Linked DNA regions of Hordeum vulgare: region 2 is linked to region 1. A link is a contact called in public Hi-C data. All regions are on one chromosome and are shown on one strand. Each heading gives the region's core, a stretch centred on a gene start, on an enhancer-like site or on the middle of the called end of the contact. The rest is flanking DNA. Distances are from core to core; before and after follow the strand shown. Region 1 holds the start of LOC123401314. Region 2 holds the start of LOC123404156 (transcription factor EAT1-like).

Region 1 (5,374 bases), core at 1,249-3,748:
TTCTTGTGGCTTCCTCAGGACTCCTCTCCGGTATCTTTTTCTTCTGGTATTTTTGATATTTTCCATAAAAAATCACGGCGAAAGTTTTATTACGTTTGGACTCCGTTTGATATTCCTATCTAAAAAAGGTAAAAAACAAGGAAAAAACAGGAACTGACACTGGGCTCTAGGTCAATAGGTTAGTCCCAAAAATAATATAAAATAGCATATTCATGCATATAAAACATCCAAAGTTGATAATATAATAGCATGGAACGATAAAAAATTATAGATACGTTGGAGACGTATCACCTATACGGATGAAAACCTTTGGTTTATATAGACACGAGGGGTTTCTAGGGTTACATACAACCGACCTGCAGCCAGTGACAGATGCACCGATCTGGTGTATTTAACTTGGATAACACGCCAGTCTTCGGAGCTTTCCTTCCTGAACACGAGGTCGTCACGATGTGTGATCTTCAACGATACGACCCATTAGGTCGGCCTGTAAGAAATGGGCTGGTCGTCCGAGGACCCCTTAATCCCGTACTCCCTCAATACCCACCAAAAATACTAATTAAATTATCCCACAAAATTCTCTGTCCAAAGCCTATACATCAAACTCGGTGCCACCAACTTTATACACTCGGCCATACCGATTTTCATCTAAGGCAGAACCTATGCCAAACCTTAGCAATCTCGGTACCACCAACATTCCTTTCGGTGCCACCAATATCAGTGACCAACTTCTTGTATGCCATTTTTAAGAATCCATAAATTCTGGGTTTTGGAATCGGTCTCATCGAGATTTGAAAACTGCCCTAGGTCACCCATATCGGCACCACCAAGATTCCTATATCGATCTCATCGAGAATACAAAAGTTGCCACATTTTGCACTAGTTGGTGCCACCGAGTTGGGCAATAATGTTGTAATGGTTGGATTTTTGGAGATGCCTATATATACCCATCCACCACCTCTCATTCGAAGAGGAAGCATGCAGAATACGCATACACTTGCCATATCCATTTTTCTGTGAGAAAGCCACCCACTCATGTGTTGGGATCAAGATATTCCAATCCATCCATTTGAGACTTGATCTCTAGCCTCCACAAGTTTCTTTCCACCCAATCAATCTCTTCTATCCAAACCAAATCTATGAGAGAGTGATTGAGTGTTGAGGAGACTATCTTTTGAAGCACGAGAGGAAGGAGTTCATCGTACTACCGCATATATTACCTTTTGAAGGGTGATGCCTCCTAGATTGGTTAGGTGTCGTTTGGGAGCCTTCTACTTCGTGTTGTGGAGTTGAACCAATAAGTTTGTGAGGGCAAGGAGATCGCCTACTTCGTGAAGATCTATCCCGAGTAAGGCTAGTCCTTCGTGGACGTAAGACATGGTGGAATAGACAAGACTGCTTCTTCATGGACTCTTCGTGGGTGGATCCCTCCATGGACTCGCGCAACCGTTACCCTTCGTGGGTGGAAGTCTCCACTAATGTGGACGTACGATAGCACCACCTATCGGAACCACGCCAAAAATCGCCGAGTCAACCTTTGCATTTGATCTTCCTATCCCTACCCTCTATTTACATGTGCATGACTTTACTTTCCGCTGTTATACTCTTAGACTTGCATGTGTAGGGTGTGCTTGATTTACAGCAATTGCTAAACCTTACCCACAACTAAAATTGAGGAAAAACTAAGTTTTTATTTGGTCAAGTAGTCTAATATACCCTAGACATACTTCGGATCCCACAACCATGTCCTCACCTCCATCACGCAGAGTCGTGCTCCTCGCCACTGTCGACCAAACCTGCTCGTTACGGAGACCTTGCCGGAGGTGACATCCTATGCAACATCACGTGGAGAAATGTGAAGGACCCGGCCATCAAATGCCCTACACCTTGCGCCGCCCTGGAAATAATGTCCTCCTCCTCATCATCATCATGGCATCCGACGTTCCCAACAACGACTGCCTTGTGCTCCTTCAGTCGATGGTGATGACAGTGAGGACGTCCCATCCACGACCAACGCCGTCGACTAGCCTAATTCCGACAAAAAAGAAGAGGACATGGAGCGTCACCATGGCTTGGGTCCCACGAGGGCCACACCCCATATCCTACCCCCCTTCCTGTGCACAACTTAACTTTCCGGGGCTCAAGGCTGATGAGCTTACCGGACATGCAAAAACAAGATGTGGAATACGGACGCTGTCGCTGCGGACGATCATTTAGACTATAGGTTAAAAAAGTCTCGCCCACTTTTATTAGTTGAAATATGTTGAAAATATAAAGATTTTGATCTGGGTTATATGGAAATTATCCGATTTACATAAAAATTACTATCTGATTTGAATGTTTACATGGAAAATATCTGATTCATATTCAAATCACGTTTGAAACATATACGGACACGGTTGAATGACCCATAGATACCTCCTCGCGCGCTGGCGCCGCTCCTGGTTTCCGTGCCCGGGCTCGACTCGACCAGCCAGGCCAGCGCGTCGGTTGCCGTCTCTTTTCCCTTCCACATTTCCCCCCCTCCACGCGGTCCAGACCAGCCAAGAACAACAAACCGCTCCAAAAGAAAAGAGAAAAGAACACCTTTCTATTTCCCACTTTCTTTAATTTTTTTTCCTTCTAGAACGAGGAGCGAGAAGAAACACATTCCGGAGCCGCGCCGGAGCCGTCCGCCGTGCCGGCCTCGAGCCAGCGCACCGCCAAGGCCCCACCCCGCCGAGGGTGGAGGAGAGAAGAGGAGAGGGAGGGCGACGGCGACGGCGACGAGGAGGCGGCTCCAGGAGCCCCGCGGGATAAGCTTCTAGAAGCTGCCGGAGGCGGGGCGGGGGCGAGCGCAGCGCGATCTCGGCCGAACCTGCCGCGCTGAGGAGGCGCCGGGGAGGGCGCCTCCCGGATGCCGGCGCCCTCCGTGACTTGAATGGAAGGCAGATCTCGAGGGCGAGGGAAGCTTCTAGAAGCGGGCTGAGGAGGCGCGGTTAGTTCGTTAGGGTTTGGCCTGGCGGTGGGAGGCGGGGCGGGATGGGGGGAGGCTCCGAGGGAGGAGGAGACGCGGACGAGGCCTGCTGCAGCGTCGGGGACACCTCGCCGGGGACCATCGTGTGGGTGCGCCGGAGGAACGGCTCCTGGTGGCCCGGCAGGATCCTGGGCCAAGACGAGCTGCCGCCGTCGCAGATCATGTCCCCAAGGTCCGGCACGCCGGTCAAGCTTCTCGGCCGCGAGGACGCCAGCGTGTAAGTTTCCACTCTCCTGCCTTTTTGGTTTTCTTCTCAAGAAGAAGAAGACGCCCTGTTAAGTTCGATTACCAGTTGTTTCTGATGCTGCATTTAGGACGCTGAGTTTGGAACTTTGATGGAAGAAACAATGCCTAGGCAGAGTCTAACTGCTATCATTAAGAGTAGCATTTGTCCATGAAATCAGCTAGTTGAATCCTAAATCATGCTATAACCCCAATCAAGTTTTGTTCGAGGAGCCTGGGAGGTGGCTCCGCCTCTGATTGTACCCGGAAATCTGTTTTTTCATGCTCGCTGTTAAGCTCGGTACCAGCTTATTTGCTGTCTGTGCATGCATTTTGAGATGAAATTTTGATCTGTTCACATGATACATTAGGCCATTTCCAACGCCCGGCGCTAGGAGAGGGTGCCAGGGAACATTTCCCAGCCGATCGGCGGTTGCGTCATCAATTCCTAGCGTTTGATGCGGCATCGGCGCAAAATCTTGCCACGAGCTCTGTGCGATCTTTTCCGCATGAGAAAAGACAAGAACCGCTATGTCTAATCGTGTTTTTTGTGTGAATATATTTCTAATCAAAGTTAAAAAGAGCGCTAGGCATTAATTGTACGTTTTGCCAGCGCCTTGTGTTCTTCTGACCAAAGCGCATGCTTAAGCGCAATTATGTGCACATTAAGTGCAATTAAGTGCTAGACGTTTTGCTATCGCCTAGAACCTAGGCACGCCTTTTTGAACTAGTATGTTTCTAATCATGGATAGGGGCAGTGGTTTGCGCCTTAGCACTGGAAGAGAGACACTTGTATTTATCTTTTCCTGTTTAAGCGCCAACGATTGTAGATTCCCTTACAGAGTTGTTGCATATTCAAACCATTAAATTGTTCTTTTTTGGGGAACTTGCACGGCGGTTTGCACCTTAGCACTGGAAGAGAGACACTTGTATTTTTCTTTTCCTGTTTAAGCGCCAACGATTGTAGATTCCCTTACAGAGTTGTTGCATATTCAAACCATTAAATTGTTCTTTTTTGGGGAACTTGCACGGCTGTTTTTAATTGTATCCTGTGGTTAGGTATTTAGTGAAAAATATTTGTTTTATGAAGGGCGAAGGCTGAATGAACACAAAAAAAAGGTTTAAAATGCTGTGATGTCAATTTGTTGCACCCCTTATTTTCTGAAGCGCCTGAATTATCTTTGATTATGTATTATACGGTTCTTAAGTTGTTTCTATGTTTGGTTCCTTGATTTTGTTTGTAGGAAACAATCAATTGATATTATTTTTCGCGTATCTCACAGAAAACGGTAGTTTTGTCGAAACCAAACAGGAGGGAGGGAAACTTACTAATCTTCTGCTCAAGTGAAATAGTACATTTAATATTTTGCCAGTTACTCTTAAGCATATTTCTTGAGAAGTCGCGAAGTAGTTATCTTGCTAATCTGTATTCTGAATAGCAGCCACATATTTATTACAATTTGAGCTCAGCTTCCAGTTGTATTTCGTTGGGACTGTTTTTTCAGGAATTAATAGGCTTTATATTGTATGTTCTTTCCCCATGTACTCAACTAGTGTAAATTTGTCTTTCCAAATCTTCAAAGTATCTAAGTTATGGCAAATTCTTCATTTTGTATAAACTTCCCATCCTCTTATTTTTTCACAGTGACTGGTACAACCTTGAGAAATCAAAGCGGGTTAAAGCGTTTAGGTGTGGGGAGTTCGATGCCTGCATTGAGAGGGCAGAGGCTACTCAAGGGACTGTTTCAAAGAAAAGAGAGAAATATGCACGGAGAGAAGATGCTATTCTTCATGCCCTTGAATTGGAGAGGAAACTGCATCAGACTCAAGGTTTCAGACCTGCCTACTTTTCTGGTACACCCTCTTTAGATTGACAACGTTAAATAACCTTTTTTCATGCTTTAGTTACTTAAATGGGATGTATGGATACGATAACCTAGCTGACATGAAATGCAGCTTGCACGAAACATCGCAAAGACCTTGGAAGCACTCGCTACAAGAGCAAAAAGAGGAAAAGAAAAGATGTATCTGCTCTTCCTGCAAAAAAAGAAGCCAATCAGTATTTTCTCCATGCCGGTTCGAAGATAAACTTTTCAGAGTTGCAGGACACCTCAGAGAATCTCATCAGTAACCACA
Region 2 (5,439 bases), core at 2,939-5,438, 240 kb before region 1:
TGCACACAAAGTAGCAATCACAGCCAACAAAAGACGCAAGCGTTTGTTAACGAGGTTCGGCAATGTGCCTACGTCCCCGGGAGCCGAATTGCGGCGGCTCCATCCGTATATTTCCTTATCCACAGTAAAGTCAGTACATCAGCAGTATATACCCAGGTATTTAGCCTATTTTCTGTACACACACAGCTGCCCATAGGACCATGAGTTCAAGAGATTGTTGGCATTGTTCGTCTTATCGTATGGGCAAAGCTGCTGCTGAACATGCCGGAGTGTGAAGCCATGAGTTCAAGAGAACGCATTGTTCGTCTTATCGGATATGGGCGAAGCTGCTGCTGAACATGCCGGAGTGTGAAGCCTTTGGTGCAGGCTTGGCTACCTCAGGAGTGCCAAACACGTTCCAGAAGCGGAGGGTCTCGTCTGCAGCAGCAGATGCTACCGTGCAACCATCAGGACTCTGCAATTTCACAGCATCACAAGATGATCAGGCAATGGACAAAAAACATGTCGAATGATCAAATGATCAGGCAATGGACCATATCTGTAATAAAAATGGCGAGAAAGATGTACCTGTGCCATGAAAAGAACACGGGAGGTATGGCCAGTGAGTTCAGCCATCTTGACCATGGAAGGGTACTTCCACAATGTGAGCTGGTTCTGCGTGAATCCGTGCGAACTCAGCAGCTCTCTCTCATTCTTGTTCCACAGAAGGGAGCACACCTGTGATCCAGTATCGACAGAGTTCAGGCATGCACCGGTGTGCGTGTTCCAGAACTTGATGCAGCGGTCGCTACCGCCACCACCAGTTGCCAGCAGGTTGCTCTGGAATGGGCACCACGCGAGCGCCTTCACAGCGGCCGTGTGGTCCTCAAGCCGGTGCAGCCACTGGTTGCGGCCTGCAGACGGCATGGAGGATGCCATCGACACGTCCCAAATGTGCAAAAGGTTGTCGTTGCCACCGCTCGCCAGTTGCTGCCCTGAGCCAGACCACTTGAGCCCGCACACCTCCTGGCTGTGCCCCTGGTACATCTGCACGGCATGGTCCCTGATCCTTACGTCGTTGTTCACGATCCTACCGTCCATGCCGCCAGTCGTCAGGACGTTGTTGTTCCATGCCAGCGAACCGACCCTTGACTCATGCACACCTTTCAGTGTTCTCAACTGCATACAAAGAAGAATGTAGTAATTCAGCATATGATCAAGCACGTTAGGACACACAAATAACATTTTCTGATGCTGGACAGTGTATGTATACTAACCAGGCGGTTGGAGCTGGTGTCCCAGAGCTGAATGTCAGACGAGTTGAGTCCAATAGCAAGATGGCGGCCATCAGGAGCCCAGCTGACGCTGGTGATGGGGCCGTTGTCCTCCTCGACTGTCACAAGCTCAGATGTTGATCCACTGGAGGCGTCCCACAAGTACATGGTGTCGCTCAGCGCAATGGACAACACGTTGCTGCTCCCCAGTCCATCAGGTTGAGGTAGTAGTCGTCGACGAGGTCCGGTGCATCCAGAGTCCTCTCGGCAGACTGCAATTGTCAATCGACATCACATCAGCAACCACCACCATATAAACGCTACTACACCTGTAGCTTCTAAGCATTAGTAGAAGCGCAAGCGTGCGCATGCATACCTGGGGAATGTAGCGCCTGTGCTTGGCCGGCTTGGCCTGTAGGTGAGAAGAAACCGTGTCGGCAGCAAACACGTTCTCCGGCTCCGGCGGCTTGTTCCTGAAGGCGAGGATCCGCGTCCGGTTGTTGAGCAGCTTCTCCGCGAGAAGCCTCCGGTAGGCCTCCTTGGACGGGGACGCCGCGATGGCCGCCGCGTTCTCCTTGTCCTTCTTGGTCTCCGTGAGCAGGTAGTGCGCCATGTCCATGTCCATCGCTGACCGGTCCGGGATGAACCTGTCTCCCTGCAGAGACACACACACAGAGAGAAGAGGAAGAACGCCATGTTAGGCATTCCATCGAACAGCTCGTGCGCACACGGAATCTGCGAGCCGGAGCAAGCAACTTACGTAGCACTTGGCCGACGGGTTGCGCGAGGTGGTGCTGAGCGGTGGCATGTAGGGGCGGGAGCCGGCCTCCTGGAGCGGCGGGCGCTGCACGGCGGCGGCGCTGCTCTTGCTGGAGGAGATCGAGTGGGAGCCTGCGTCCATGGTTAGAAGAAACAAGAAACAAACAAACAAACAAACAGCAGAAAATCGCAACAGGAAGAACAATCAAATCAGCACGCCGACGAGAAACGGGGATCTTTCGAGAGCTAGAACGAGAGGCGGCGGCGGCGAGCACGAGAGGGGGGGGAGGGAGGGAGGAGAAAGCCACGGATTGCTCGGTGACTTGTGAGGTGTAGGGATTTGACTGCGAGCTGTATTTGTAGGGAATCGGCGGCGGGGGCGGACGCAACGGCTAGTCCCCACGGGACAGAGATTAGAGCCGTTGCTGCCCACGGTATACCGTATTAGGGTTGGTGCTTGGGCTCTATGGGCCTTCCTCCTTCCTGCGCGGCCCGATTTTTTGAGCGGCCCAAGATTTAGGGTTTCTAAAAATAGCTTTCGTCACTTCAAAATTAGAAACTAGCTAAAACTTAGTGGTCAAGTTTTAGATATTTTTAGTGTTTTCTAAAAAAAAAAAGTAGCTAAATCTTAGTAGTCAAGGTTTTATTGTTTACCGAAAAAAATGGCTAGGTTAATTTGGTATCAATTAAATATATCATAGTATTCCGCCACGACGTCTGTGGTTGCAAATCATATGATGGTACGAAGAAAGTTTACACACTTTTAGTGCATTGATGATTCTCATCTACCCTCCGTTTTTTTTGGGGTGTGTGTGTGTGGGGGGGGGGGGGGGGGGGGGGGGGATAGAAACCATTTGCTCGCCGAGTACAGCAGCCAGAACTTCGGTTGCCTTTTTCTTTAGGACGAAGGCTCAAGGAAAGCCTGACTTTCTAAACAAACTGTCATAAAACTTCGGTGACTTTTTTTCAGAACTTCGGCGACATGTCCCAACCAGCATGCCCATGACTAACTCGTGCCTAACTGCACATGCATTGGCATCCAGTCCAAAATCCAGAAACAGGAAATTGCTTTTCTTCACAAGAATATTCTCGCGCTACGGTACAAGCAGTAGTGGGTACAAGGACAGCATCCAGAATCACTACAGCCCTTTTGCTTTGTTTCTACCTGAACTTCGTTACAAGCTTTTCAAGCATCGGATCCGAAACGAGTCTCATGTCGACGCAGCGAGTTCAGCGACTGGAGAGTCCACCAACCGTACCGATGGTACCACGCCTTAGGCCTTGTTCGGTTGCACTGGGTTTGAGGGGGGTTAAATTGTATTGTAAGGTATTACATCGCCTATAAGTCAAATTCCTTCCCAATCCCCTTCAAACCTCTCCAATCCCCTTGGCGAAGGGATTAAACGAACAAGCCCTTAGGGGGTGCTCACGGAAGAATCCGTTGACGACCTAGCATAGCACATGAAATCTCTTCCTTCAGGTCAATCAGTATTACCGAAGGGAAAAAGAATTATACAATCTGCATCGACTGGCGGGCAATCCATCCCATGACTGACCATGAACAGACCGCTCAGTTCTCACGGGTACAAAGCCACTCAAAACATGGAGGTTGAGCTCCTGCTCCCTCCATCTTGGCTCCTGATTAGTCGAAAAGATAGGATAACAATGTCGTTACCAGACAGCCAGGGTAGTTCCTTTGTCTTGTTGTGTACTCCGTTAGATGACTTTGAGAGCGGCTGTATGATTCAGTGATACGCACTTCTGCAGAAGAAATTCAGACAAAACATGTGTGTTTAGTTCCAGCAGATGTGAACTTCAATTCCTAGTACAGGTATTATATGGAACAGAACAAGGGCTTCCAGAAATGTGATAATCCGCCAGCGATGAGCCTAATGTATGAAGAACGTTTCTCGATAAAAAAATATGTATGGTGTACAAGCACAGGCATGCACTTGAAATTGTATGTCTCCTCAGATGCAGGATGATGCTCAGCTTTAAATTCTCCAATCTTTCAAGTAGTCGTACAGTTTTTTCTCCTAGCGAAGTGTACCGGTACATGCATAAAATACGGAGGAATGGAGAAGGCATGACTTGCATTTCCCAACTTCCGGCTGGAATGAGTAACAGCAAAGATGCCAAGTTCAAAGAGTGTGAGTTTCCCATCTTTAAGGTCTTCTCTTCTTAATGATGAAGATATGATAGCCCTTAGCTTTGACGGTTTGACCTCCCTTGCACTGTTCAGACGACACAATTAGGAGATGATTGCGAATTGACGTGTTCTGTTATATACTCATAAGTTTTACATGAAGACCAAATTGTTGCTTTCATGCCTTCACTCCTTCACATGCCAGTTACATTTTGCTTCCTAGTTCTGAAACAGTCTTCTCTAGTCCCTACATATTATTGGCATAGCACCCCAGCTCGTTCTCAAGGATGCTTTTGACCTATTAGTTTCTGAGCAACATTTCCTTTATTTGATCTGTCAAAAGGAATTAATCTTGGTAATGCTCTCTTCACATCTCTTCTCTTCAAGCTTTCAGTGCTACTGTCAAGACACACGTCACCCCTACTTTTAAAGAATTAAAAATATTTTATCCTTGAAAAATGGGATCACGATGTTCTGCCTTTTGTTCAGACAACTTACTTTTAGCTTTATAAGTTGAAACACCTTCAACAACTTCTGATTTCTTGCACTTTTTGAGAAAATTACGGCAACACAAGGGATATTTTGGTCACTGCCCATGATTTTATACTAGTCTCTCCTTATTAACTGGTAAGGTTAAGGTAGTTGAAGCACAAGCTACCAAGATTAATATTTATAGTACGATACCAATAAAGACACATTGGAGTTTGTTGGGTCTCAGGGAAGCAAAGAGGCTTCATGTCTCATCCAGTGTGCTAATACAGCTTCTCCTCATCGAAAAATGAGGCAACTAGATGCCTAGCATAAACTCCCACGTCTTTGCTTTCTTCCGAACAACCAACACGACCAAGGCGAGCTGCAGCCTTCTCTATCTAACAAACAGATTGTCTGTTTCATTCAAGTTGAGTAGCCCTTCTCCTAAATATGTGTGCTTGAACCAATGATTTTCTCTATTTTAGATCCAAGCTAGTTCAGTTGATCACTTCTAACATGCTACTGTGTCATCTGTTCATCAGCTTTGTCTCTTCCATTTGGTTCCTTTTCCCAAAAAATTGTACTGCTTTAAGATACATCTTTGAGGCTCCTTGGATCCTAACTTTTGTTGTTTCAGATATTGAGTGAAGGCAACAGAGGCCAAAATGATTGCTGAGGGAGGTTATTTTGATGGTTCCAGAGATGCTATTCTCGTGGCAGGATCATTGATTCACAATTCCCTGGACTCTATTTGTGACAATACAGAGATTGAGCAAGGAAATTTTCACAGTCCCTCCTTTTTCATAGATG

The links. A called contact is a pair of places that touch in the nucleus more often than the background predicts.
Region 2: a contact with region 1 is called in a Hi-C map of leaf, with 5 times the contacts expected there. The contact joins the promoter of LOC123404156 here to the promoter of LOC123401314 in region 1. A contact is called at or near these places in 5 of 6 Hi-C or Micro-C datasets (leaf, seedling and an unstated tissue) and 1 of 1 datasets of contacts at active chromatin or transcription factors (embryo).

The regions. Positions count from the first base shown.
Region 1 is chr6H:458,155,889-458,161,262 of MorexV3_pseudomolecules_assembly, reverse strand. LOC123401314 reads left to right here and starts at 2,498. Exons shown (of 4, transcript XM_045095094.1): 1 at 2,498-3,233; 2 at 4,884-5,092; 3 at 5,195-5,374. The coding sequence starts at 3,022.
Region 2 is chr6H:458,401,948-458,407,386 of MorexV3_pseudomolecules_assembly, reverse strand. It overlaps LOC123404156 (transcription factor EAT1-like), which reads left to right and starts at 4,188. Exons shown (of 3, transcript XM_045098074.1): 1 at 4,188-5,439. The coding sequence starts at 5,295. It overlaps LOC123404157 (a long non-coding RNA gene), which reads right to left. Exons shown (of 5, transcript XR_006611672.1): 5 at 3,060-3,773. LOC123402456 (cell division cycle 20.2, cofactor of APC complex-like) reads right to left here and starts at 2,248. Exons shown (of 6, transcript XM_045096382.1): 1 at 2,014-2,248; 2 at 1,630-1,908; 3 at 1,459-1,525; 4 at 1,257-1,456; 5 at 568-1,158; 6 at 43-454. The coding sequence starts at 2,154. The coding sequence ends at 308.